2 separate regions of the Anas platyrhynchos genome follow, and region 1 is linked to region 2. A link is a contact called in public Hi-C data. All regions are on one chromosome and are shown on one strand. The core of a region is the stretch at or near the end of the contact, and the rest is flanking DNA. Distances in the headings are between cores, read along the strand shown. Region 1 holds the start of PLEKHB1 (pleckstrin homology domain containing B1). Region 2 holds the start of RELT (RELT TNF receptor).

The links. Hi-C and Micro-C count contacts between places; a contact is called where the count stands out from the background.
Region 1: a Hi-C map of skeletal muscle shows a contact between it and region 2, with 2.7 times the contacts expected there. The contact joins the promoter of PLEKHB1 here to the promoter of RELT in region 2. A contact is called at or near these places in 5 of 8 Hi-C or Micro-C datasets (F5 follicle, liver, skeletal muscle and 1 more).

The regions. Positions count from the first base shown.
Region 1 is chr1:205,813,623-205,819,644 of IASCAAS_PekinDuck_T2T, reverse strand. PLEKHB1 (pleckstrin homology domain containing B1) reads right to left here and starts at 4,226. Exons shown (of 7, transcript XM_027462307.3): 1 at 4,127-4,226; 2 at 3,282-3,341; 3 at 2,838-2,990; 4 at 912-1,014; 5 at 368-407. The coding sequence starts at 3,318.
Region 2 is chr1:205,640,752-205,646,016 of IASCAAS_PekinDuck_T2T, reverse strand. RELT (RELT TNF receptor) reads right to left here and starts at 3,023. Exons shown (of 12, transcript XR_011806594.1): 1 at 2,886-3,023. ARHGEF17 (Rho guanine nucleotide exchange factor 17) reads right to left here. Exons shown (of 21, transcript XM_072032927.1): 21 at 3,896-4,662. The coding sequence ends at 4,469.

The sequences.
Region 1 (6,022 bases), core at 2,977-5,476, 170 kb before region 2:
CCTTAACTCTGCCCATGGCCCCCTTACATGGGTCTCCATCCCCTTAATTCTTCCCCCATTCCCCTTAAATCTGCCCCATTCCCCTTAATTTGGCCCCCATTCTCCTTAACTCTTCTTCCATCCCCTAAACTCTCCCCCATTCCCCTTAAATCTTCCCCCATTCCCCATTAACTCTGCCCCCATCCCTTAACTTTCCCCCATCCCCCTAACTCTGCCCCACTCCCTTCACCCCATGGGGGAGGCACCGATCAGCCCAGACCCCCGGGCTCACCCCCACATTTACGGGGCTGCGTTTGGGGCCGCCTGAGCCCCTTCCCCAATACCCAACCCCCTTTTGGGGGATGTTTTGGGGTGGCGGGAGCCTCACCGGGGTGGATTTTGCCTCCAGCAGGGCCAGCTTCCACGCCCTGCGAACGAAGCAGAGGGAGGAGGACTGAGGGGGGGGGACACCTGGTGGCTCCCCTGATCCCACAAATCCCCCGGTGACCTGGATTTGTTAATTATTAATTCCTAATTAACCGGGGTGTGGGGTTGGGGTGGGGACGCCCCGTCTGCGTGAGGCAGGGAAACGATGCCTAAATTGAGGGGAAAAGCAGAAAATTGGGGAGTTTCCATCCAGCTGTGATCAAGATCGGGATCCTAATACTTTCCTCCATCCCCTTTAAGCCCATTTTAAGGGTTTTGACCCCAAAATGAAAATAAAAAGGGATCAGAGCTGACTGTGGGTGTTTCCTCGTGCAGGGCACGGCCCCGATCCTATAAGGATTGGCACCATTTACCAACAAACCCCGATGGAAACGTGGCCATGGTCACTTGTGGGTGGCCGAGGGGTGGTTTCTCACACCACCGAGGCTCTTTTAGGGTCGGGATGATTGTGGGGTGGAGGCCACTGAGGGGATTCGGGTGCTTACACGGCGTCGTCCTCGCTCTCGGCGCACAGCGAGGTCTTGGAGGCGTCCCGCAGCACCAGGCTCAGCAGGCACTCGCGGCTCTTCCCCTCGGGGGGCTGCACGTCTGGAGGGTAAAAAGGGTTTGGGGACACGGGGTTTGGGGTCACGGGGCAGGGATGGACTCAGCGAGGGTTAGGGGTGCCCTATAGGGCCTCATGGGGCTGCCCAAAGGGAGCGGGGTTGGGTTTTCATCCCAAAAGCCACGCTCGTAATTTTGGGGTTTGGGGTTTGGGTTGGGCTCCTGCTCTGCTCGTGTTGGGAGGTTGGGTGTGAGCAAAGGGTTGGGGACGCGGGGTTTGGGGCCATGGGGTTTGGGGACAGGGAGTTTGGGGCCACGAGGTTTGGGGCCACGAGTGTCTGGGGATGGGAGGGGAGGGTTAGGGGCCACGTGGGTTTTGGGGACACGAGGGTTTTGGGGCATCGAGGTTTGGGGACAGGGAGTTTGGGGAGATTGGGGTTTGAGGATGGGGGGTTTGGGGATGACACGAAGTTTGGGGACAGGGGGTTTGAGGATACGGGGCTTTGAGGACATGGGGTTGGGGGACATCGAGGTTTGGGTAGAGGGGGTTTGGGGACATGGGGTTTGGGGACAGAAGGGTTTGGGGATGCGAGGGATTGGGGACATGATTTTTGGGAACAGGGGATTTGGGGACACGGGGTTTGGGGGACAGGGGGTTCGGGGTCACAAGGGTTCGGGGTCACAAGGGTTTGGGGACTTGGGGCTTGGGGATGACACAGGGTCTGGGGACACGAGGGTTTGGGGGACGTGAAAATGTGGACAAGGGGTTTGGGGACAGGGGGGTTTGGGGACGGGGAGTTCGGGGACACGAGGGTTCGGGGACACGAGGGTTTGGGGACACGGGGGAGGGACAGAGGGTTTGGGGACACAAAGTTTGGGGACCACAAGGTTTGGGGACACGAGGTTGTGGGGATGCAAGGGTGTGGGGACGACACGGGGGTTTGGGGACAGGAGGGTTGGGGGACATGGGGGTTCGGGGGACATGGGGGTTTGGGGACAGAGAGTTTGGGGACACAAGGTTTGGGGACACGGGGTGTGGGGTCATGAGGGTTTGGGGACAAGGAGTTCAGCGACACAGGGGTTTGGGGACATGAAGTTTGGGGACGGGGGGGTTTAGGGATGGGGGGTTTTGGGGACGCAGGGTGTGGGGACATGAAGATGGGGACACGAAGTTTGGGGACATGGGGTTTTGGGGACAGGAGGGTTTGGGGACAGGGAGTTTGGGGACAGAAGGTTTTGGGGACCACAAGGGTTGGGGACAGAGGGGTCGGGGACATGAGGGTTTGGGGGACGCGAGGGTTTGGGGATGACACGGGGTTTGGGGACACAAGGGTTTGGGGGACGTGAAAATGGGGACAGGGGGTTCGGGGACACGGGGGAGGGACAGGGGCTTTGGGGACACGGGGGTTTGGGGACAGGGAGTTTGGGGATGTGGGGTTCGGGGACACGGGGTTAGGGGACCACAAGGTTTGGGGACACAGGGTGTGGGGACAGAAGGGTTGGGGACATGAGGGTTTGGGGGACATGGGAGTTTGGGGACACAAGGTTTGGGGACACGAGGAAGGGACAGAAAGTTTGGGGACATGGGGTTTGGGGACACGGGGTTCAGGGACAGAAGGTTTTGGGGACCACAAGGTTTGGGGACACAGGGCTTTGGGGACACAGGGTGTGGGGACACGACGGTTTGGGGGACGCGAGGGTTTGCAGGACATGAGGGCTTGGGGATGACACGGGGTTTGGGGACATGAAGACGGGGACATGAAGTTTGGCGACACGGGGGTTGGGGACAGAAGGTTTTGGGGACCAAAAGTTTTGGGGACAGAAGGTTTTGGGGACAGAGGGTTTTGGGGCCGGGGGGAGTTGCTCGCCTCGGCACTCGGGGCCGATCCTGACGTCGCGGCAGCTGTGCTTGATGTGCAGGCGGCCGTCCATGTCGCGCTGCGTCTGGTCGTGGTAGTAGAGCAGGCTGCCGTCCAGGTACAGCACGAACCAGTTCCTCTTCCAGCGCCGTAGGATCGAGCCTAAAAGGGATCGAGCGGGATTTGTAGGATCGTGCAGTCCCACCCCATTTGGGGTGCAGCCAACGCCGTCCCCCAAATCCCCCCGGGGACGCCTGGCGGCGGTGACGACCCCGACAGCGCGGCCAGGTGGTTTCGGTGATGCGCTTGGAGCAAACCCCAAAAAGCTGCCAAAAAAAACCTATAGGATGCCTCCGTGCTGCTCTGTAGGATGCGGAACGGCCCCATCCGTGCTCTTGGGGTTCCTCTCCTCTCTGTGATCCCCCCCCCGGCACCCCAAAGCTCCCCACTCACTCTGCCGCCAAAGCCAGCCGCTCTTCACCAACGCCATGGCCACGGGGTGGTTTTTGGGATCTGTAGGGTCGAGGGGAAACAGTGGGGTTAGGGGAGCAGCTCCCTGTTTGCCTGCACCCCGTTCCCTGTCCCCCTTTTTGGGGTTTGGTAATCTGGGGAGCGCTCGGGCGGGGAGAGCTCCGGCCACCTTGCTCCGTGCCCCTATAATCTCCTCGGGATTTAGGGATTATCATCCCGAGGAGGTAACCACCCCCCCGAATCCCCCCCCGGTAACTTTCCACGGCCCCCGCTCGTTTGTTTTCCCTGCCTGGATGGAAATTAGTCCTTAATGAGGCCGTGAAATCATTGCTCCCCGGGGCCCCGAGCACCACCCCATATCCCCATCCCCCTGTACCCCACCCCCTTGTACCCCATCCCCTTTTAACCCCATCCCCGGCACTTTTATCCCCTTGTACCCCATCCCTGCACCCCCACCCCATTAATCCCAGCCCGATCCCACCACCCCCTTATCTCCCACCCCCTCGTACCCCGTCCCTAGCACCCCTATCCCCCGCTACCCTAACTCCTAGGACCCCCATCCCTTTGGAACCCCATCCCCGGACACTTTTATCACTTTTTACCCCACAAAACCCCCTTTTTACCCCACAAAACCCCCTTTTTACCCCCTCCCCAGTTTCCCCATCCCCCTGTCCCCCATCCCCTACCACCCCTCTCCCCTTTTCACCCCATCCCTTTTCACCCCATCCCCGCTACCCCCATCCCCTGACTCTCCCCTTCCCTCTCCCCATCCCCGTTCCCCCCCAAACCCTCCCAAAACCCCCAAAACCCCCCTGGGCACCCCTCACCGAGCGGCAGCAGCACGGCGGGTCCCCGCTAAGGGTTGCGCTCTGCTCCCGCTGCCCGTCCCTACCCACACGCACGGGGCTTCGGGAGCTGTAGTCCTGCTCGGGGAACGCGGCCTAAAGAGCTGCAGAGTCCCCAAAGGACCACGATGGTTTTGGGATCAGGTTTTGGGGTCGCTGGGCACGGTGGTGCAGCCAGGAGGGATGCCCTGGGGATGTTGGTGCAGGGGGGCGATGCTGCGGATGGCCCCCGCATCGCCTGCGGCCCTAAAAGCAGCTGTGGGGTCGGGGTTGGGTTGAGATTCGCCTGCCCCGATGCGAAATCCCAAAAAAAAAGCAGGGCTGGGAGGAGCGGGGGATCCGTGAGGAGGTTGCGGCTCCAAACCCTGAGCCCCCCCTGACCTCGCCGAGCTTTAATCCCCCCTGCGGTGCCCATGGGGAAAAGCTGGGAAAAAAAAACCCTAAAAAACACTGAGCTCGTGGCACGGGTGCTGTTTTTTTTTTTTTTTTTTGGGGGTCTGTCGCTGCTGCTGCCACAGGTGGGGGTCCCATGGGTGCCATAAGCACAAATTTGGGGTGACGGAGAGGGGGCGGCAGCCCCAAAACCCAGCTCCTCTTATCCTCTGCTCCTCGTCCGTAAAAGCCATACACACACACATAAATTGTGTCTATTCCCGCTGTGCAGGCGTTAAAATCCCAACCAAGTTATTTATAAGCAGGGTGATAATTAATATTAATATGGAATTAATATATGGGCTGATAATTAAGATGTTTATTAAGCTTTCAGCAGCCCTAAAGGCAAAAAAAAATCATTGATTCCGGCTTTTTACTATAAAAACCTTTCCCCTCCCCTCCCTCCAGCGCTGGCTTTACAGCCATAAATTGGTAAAATTTGTTCTGCCATAAATTGGTAAAAAAAAGACTTTCTTAGGTCAAACTTTGGCTGAAAATTTAATTCATTTGAGGCCAATGTTGATCGGACCCTCGGCCGGGCGCTGCGTTTGGTGCGATGGAGCCCCAAAAGGTTTTCTTCTGCGCACGGGGCTGGGATAATTTGTCTCCTTGACAAGTTTATTCCGAGAAGAGACAAAAAAAAAGGTGGAAAAGAGCAGAAGTAAAACCTGCAGGGAGCAAAAAATCAGGGCAGCGGGAAGCCGTGGCAGGCGTCGGGACCTTAAAACCAAAAGCAAGGCCATAAAAACCTCCCCGAATCGCTCAGCTCTCCTCTGGGGACGAACACGGTGGTGGTGCAGGATTTGGGGGGCTGATTTATTTATTTTTGTTGCAAACTGTCTGTTTTTTGGTGTTATTTTTGAGCTGCCTGGGATAAATTTGGGGCACGGTGGCTGGAAACGGTGATTTGGGGACTTTAAGGGGTCGCTTTTCTTTACAGCTGGCAAAGCTGGGAGGGTGGGAGAAGGGAGGTGGCCTCAAATGCTTGTGGAGGAGGACCGAATTTGTGGCTTTGCCCAAATTTTTGTAGTAATCAGGTGGAGCTAATTAGGAGAAACCCACTTGGAGACTTCCAGCTTGGAGAAACCCACTTGGAGACTTCCTCCAGGTAGGCTCCCAGGAGGCGCCTTGGGGCTGTGTTAGCGATGCTTGGAGTTTTGGGTGTAAAATGAGGGATTTCTGAAACTGTTCACACATCTCACACGACCAAGTGGAGCAGTGAAGGAGCAGGGGGGATCGGGACGTCGTCCCTTGAGGAATCGCCTTTGTACCAACTCTTTGCACCCCCAAATTTTGCCTCAGCCTCCTTGTGCCCCACAGGAGCCCTTGGGCAGGTGAGGAGGGGATGGGAATGGGCCCAAGGACATCAGTGGGGCCAGGACACTGCAATATTTTTTTTTTTTTTTTTTTTTTTTTTTTTTTTGTCACATGTCTTTATAGATGATT
Region 2 (5,265 bases), core at 1,774-4,273:
AGAAGGGTATGGCACAGCCGGGGCGCTCCCCGGCCCCGTTTGCTGCAGCAGGGCAGCTTTGGGGTTACTTCCCAAACCCTAAAGTTTCCCTTATAATAGAGCAAAACACCCTCGAGACTGGGAAAAAAAATAATCCCAAACCCAAAAACCTCACACATTTTGCAGGAGCCCCTTTTGGGCGCAGCTGAAGCCCGGCCTTTAGTGACTCAGCACCCAAAGAAATCCCAATTTTAGCTTAAAAAGCCCCAAAACCCAGCCAGCACTCGCACCTCTCCCACGCCTTTCAGCGCCGCTAACACAACCTGCTCCTGCTCGAACCCCCCCGGGAGCCCTGTGCGCCCCCCTCCAAGCCCCCCTCTCCCTTCCTGTGGGGGAAAATTTGGCAAATTTGGGCAATTTCGCCAAATTTGACCGCAGACAAAATCAGATTGGGGGCACCCGTGCTCCCTGCAGCCTCAGTGCGTTTAATTAAAGGCAAATCATTAAAAGGCAACTGGAAGTTTTCCCAGGAATGGGGCAAAAAAAAAAGCTTTGGAGAGCACCCAGGCGCCCCAGTGCGCACTCAAAAAATCCCAAATCTGGGCTCACAAGTTGGCAAAACAACGTGCCCATGGTGGCGCCCTCTGCGCCCCGTTTGCTGCTGGATCCTCAAGGTTTGGGCAAGAAGAAATTGCCAAAAACCACCAGTTTTATGGGGTCAGAGCTTTATTGTTGCAAGGATGTTTCTGCCTCCAGTGCCACGAAGCAGGGAAGGGATTCGGGGGCTCAGGGACACCCCAAATCCCCCCGGGCACCAGGGCCATCGCCCCACAGCCCTCAAATTCTGCAGCTTTTCAGCTTCAGCTTTCGCGCCCAGTGCTAAATTTCAATATAATTATCAATAATAAATCAATTAAAAAAATAATCCACGGGAAATAAATGCAGATGGGGTGGGGGAGTGGGGACAACCCCTCTAAAACCCGCCCCCGAAGTGCTGGGGGTGCCGCTGCTGAAGGGGTCATTGTGTGCCGAGGGGGGGCTGGCACCGTAATGAGTAATTAGTGCCCGGCAGTAATTAGTAATTAGCCACCTGGGACGCAGCTGGTGCGGCAGGCGCCGTGTCAGGGTGTCCCAGTGCCTCCCAGTAGCTCCCAGTCTGTGGGGGGGGGGGTCCATGGGGTGGGTGGAGCGCAGGGGGGGCGAAACGGAGCCTGGAGAGGGGGAGGTGGCTCCCCAAACCCCCCCCCAAAGCATCCCCAAACCCACAGCCTCATCCCTGACAAATGACCCCAAAATCGACCTTCCCAGCCCCAAAACTTGTCGGTGGGGCTCCCCAGCCCCCCAGAATTTGGGCAGCTGCCCCTATATGGGAAGGGAGAGGGAAATCCCGCAGCAGCACAGGGTGCTGCAATGCAGATCCCCGCGCAGGGCACCCCGAGGTGACTCCTCACCCACCATAAAGCCCTAAAATCCTCCGGGGAGGCGGCGTTCGGGGCTCTGACGGCTCAGGATTTTGGGATGGGAGACGTTTAAATCCCTTTGGGGGTTTTGCTGAGGTTTCCCCCCCAGGGAAGGATTTGGGGTGGAGAGGATGAGCAGATCCGAGCGCCGCTGTGGGCACCCATGGGTGCGCACCCCATATCCCACCCCCGCTTGCACCGAGGTTCCCCTGACCCCCGTAGGGATTTTGGGGAGCACCCAAGGGCGAGCAGAGCCCGCACATCCCAGGACACAAACTTGAAGGGTTTTGGGGTAAGGGGCACGCTGTAAAAAGGGTTAACAGCTCCAGTGGGACCAGCCCCAGGCGGAGGACACTGGTCCCAGTACGTGCTTCGGACTGGGATGGACGCTGCCCTGGGATGCTCGAGCTACAGGGGAGGGATAAAGTTTGGGGACCGGGGCTCTGCCTGCTCCCAGCCACCAAAAACCCCAAAATAAAAAAGTGGAAACCTCCAGCCTCACCAGCACCAAATTCAGAAGTTTTTTAGGGAAAAGCTGACCTCTGCTCATCCCATATCCCCCCAGCACAGCCAGGGGGCAGGTGGTTTGGTTTTGGGGCCAGCAGCCCCCCATAATAAAATAAATCCTTTATTCCTGCCCCCCCCTTAACCCAAAGGTGCCCACAGGGATTTGGGGCAGGGTTTCCCCTCCCCATGGGTTTCAGCTGAGCGAAAAAAAAAATAGGAACTGTGCAGAAACCCTTTAGGAACAGCACTTGGTGGCCGCTTTGGCCGCACAAGGGGGGATTTTTGGGCCCCCCAGTGGGACCAAGCTCGGCCCCCTCAGACCCCATTAGGGCTGGGGGACCAAATAAACCTTAATGAGACGGCGGTGCGGAAGCCAAACGATCCCATAAACGGTGCCAGGAGCAGTGAGGGGGTGGCAGCCCCCCAGCAGAAGCACGTCCGGCTGGGATTTTCCACCTCCACCCCAAAAAAATTATATAAAAAAAAAGAAAAAAGCCCAAATCCCACAGTTCCTACCCATTTTCCCAGCCGGTTACCGCAGAGTTTCTCATAACCTACTTTCCCCCCCCTCCTCTCCTGCCCTATATTCCTGGTGCGGCTGAAGCCGGGGGGGGGCTCCAACCTGGGAGGGGGGGCTCCATCCCACTTGGGGGGCAATCAATACACCCCCCCCCTTTTATAATTACTTTTTTTCTCTTTTTTTTCCTTTTTTCCCCGCTTTTCCAAGAAGCGCAGCACACCGAACCAGCCCCCAAAACAAGCATCCCCCCCCCAAACCTCCCCAAAACCTCCCCAAAACCCCCCAAAATCCCCTCTCCGCCCCCCCGGGGGGGGGGGAAATTCCCCCTTTACAACCCCAACCCGAGCCCCCCGACCCCAGAAACCCCCCCCCGAGGTGAAATACCCTCGGGGGGGGGGGGGGGGCACAGGGACACTCACCTGTCCCCCCCCTCATGGGGGTGACACCGGGGGGGTCCCGTCGGGGCCGCCCCCGCGGCCGCTGCTTTATGAATGGAGCCCACGGCGCGCTCCGGGCCCCCCCCCCGGCCCCGCCCCCTTTGTGACGTCACAATGCGGGGCTCCCCCCTCTTTGTGACGTCAGCGCCCCGCCCCGAGGATCTCCCCCCCCCCCCCGCCCTTTCCCACGGGCAGCGCCGCCTGGCGGGGGAGGGGGAGTGGGATCGGGGGTGGGGGGGGATTTTGGGGTGAAAAATAGGGGAAAAATTAAAATCGGGGTGGGCGGAGACGCCACGAGGCAGGGGATTTGAAGAAAATTGAGGTTTTTTTAATGATTTTTGCCCCCTTTTTTTTTTTTTTTTTTTTTTGGGGGGGTCTGCGGGGACACCCATGGGTGCTGGCCCCCATTGAGCCCCCAAATCCCGACCCCTTCCCCAGGGGTGACACCCTTGGCCCGGCGGTTTGGGGTTTTCTTCCTCCCACCGGAGTCTTCATCGCTGCCGGCCCTGGGGGACTTTGGTAACCCCCCCCCCCGGGGGGGGGTCCCCATCCTTGCCCTGTCCCAAGGAGGAACCCATGACCATGATAGGTGGTAGAGTCCCTATAGGGCACAGCAGGGAGTTTTGGGGTCCTCGGTGGGCAACGGGGACCGAGAGGTTACAAAACCCCATAGGAAATGTGGAGAGGGGGCAGAAAAAAAAAAATATTTTTTCCATTTCCCTCCATTATTCCCCCCCCCCAAACCCCCAGTGTGTCCCCATAGCGTCCCCAGCACATTTATGGGGTCCAGCAGTGATTTGGGGAAACTTTCACCCACATCCCAGCAGCTTCTCAGCATCCGAATCCCCCATTCTTGGGGGAAAAACCTACTCTGAACCCCAAAATCGCCTTTTCTGCCCCCATTGTGCGCTCCAGCTCCTCTTCCCATTTCTGCGCCCCCCCCCCCCCAAATAAATAGGGCTATTTCTATATATATAATATATATATATTTAAAACAAACGAACAAACAAACAGAGCTATCTGGGTGCTGGCGATGGAGCGAGCGGGTTAGCGGGAGGCCCTGGGGGGGCCACACAGTCCCTGGGGCGGTCCCGGAATAAGTGGGGAGGGGGTCACCGCCGTGCAGCAACCCCCCCATTTTATTTTATTTTATTTTATTTTTTTTAACCCCCCCCCCCAAAGCAGGCACACACAAAACCCGGGGAGAACGAGGCAGGGCGACGCTGTCCTCCTGCCATCCATCCCCCGGGGATGCTCGTTAAAGGCTTCGTTAGCTCCTTCCCAAGCAACGAGGTGCCCCCCCCCCAAAAAAAAATAAAGCAGCGCCCCGTGGTGGGGGGAGGCAGCTGGGGGGGGGTCCATCCATCCATCCATTCCCCCCCCAACCACCAGAGCACACAGAGAGCAGCCGGGCTGGAGAGATGAGACGTGCTGGGGCTAGGGGAGGTGGTCCTTGAGAAGAGGAAGGTGGGGGGGGGGGTGGTCCTTTGGGTGGGCGATTTGGGAGGAGGGGGGGGGTCCCCAGGGTGGGTGGCTGGGTGGCTGGGGGGGGGGTCGCCAGCCCCTCACACCCGCCAGAGGAGGAGGTGGTTGGTGCTGTCGTCGCGGCCCACGGTCTCGCTGCTGCTGGTCAGGCGGAAATCCTCGTAGCCGTCGCCGCCGCTGATCACCAGCATCTTGGCTTTGGGCAGGGCCAGGCTGGGGGCGCGGGGGCGAGCGGGGTCCCCCCGGGGTTCCGAGTCGCTCGGCTGCTCGGGGCCTGGGGTGGGAGAGGGGGGGGGGAATGGAGTAGGTGGGAGGGGGGCTTCTGGTGGTAATTAGCCCCTCCTGCCTCGCAATTAGCCCCTCCTATCTCATCTAGCCCCTCCCACTGCGGTTAGACACGCCCACTTTGATTAGCCCCTCCCACCCCAATTAGCCCCTCCCGCCCCAATTAGCCCCTCCCGCCCCAATTAGCCCCTCCCACTTCATATAGCTACCCTGGCCCCAATTAGCCTCTCCCACCCCAATTAGCCCCTCCCACTCCAATTAGCCCCTCCCACCCCCCAATTAGCACCACCCATTTCCATTTAGCCCCTCCCACCCCAAATAGCTCCCCGCCCCAATTATCCCCTCCCACCTCAATTATCCACTCCCATGTAGCTCCTCCCACCCCAAATAGTCCCTCCCATTGCCACATAGCTCCTCCCACCCCAATTAGCCCCTCCCACCCCAAATACCCCCTCCCATCCCAATTAGCACCACCCATTTCCATGTAACCCCTCCCACTCCCATGTAGCCCCCCCACTCCCATTAGCCCCTCCCAGCCCAATTAGCCCCTCCCACCCCAATTAGCCCCTCCCACCACATGTAGCCCCTCCCA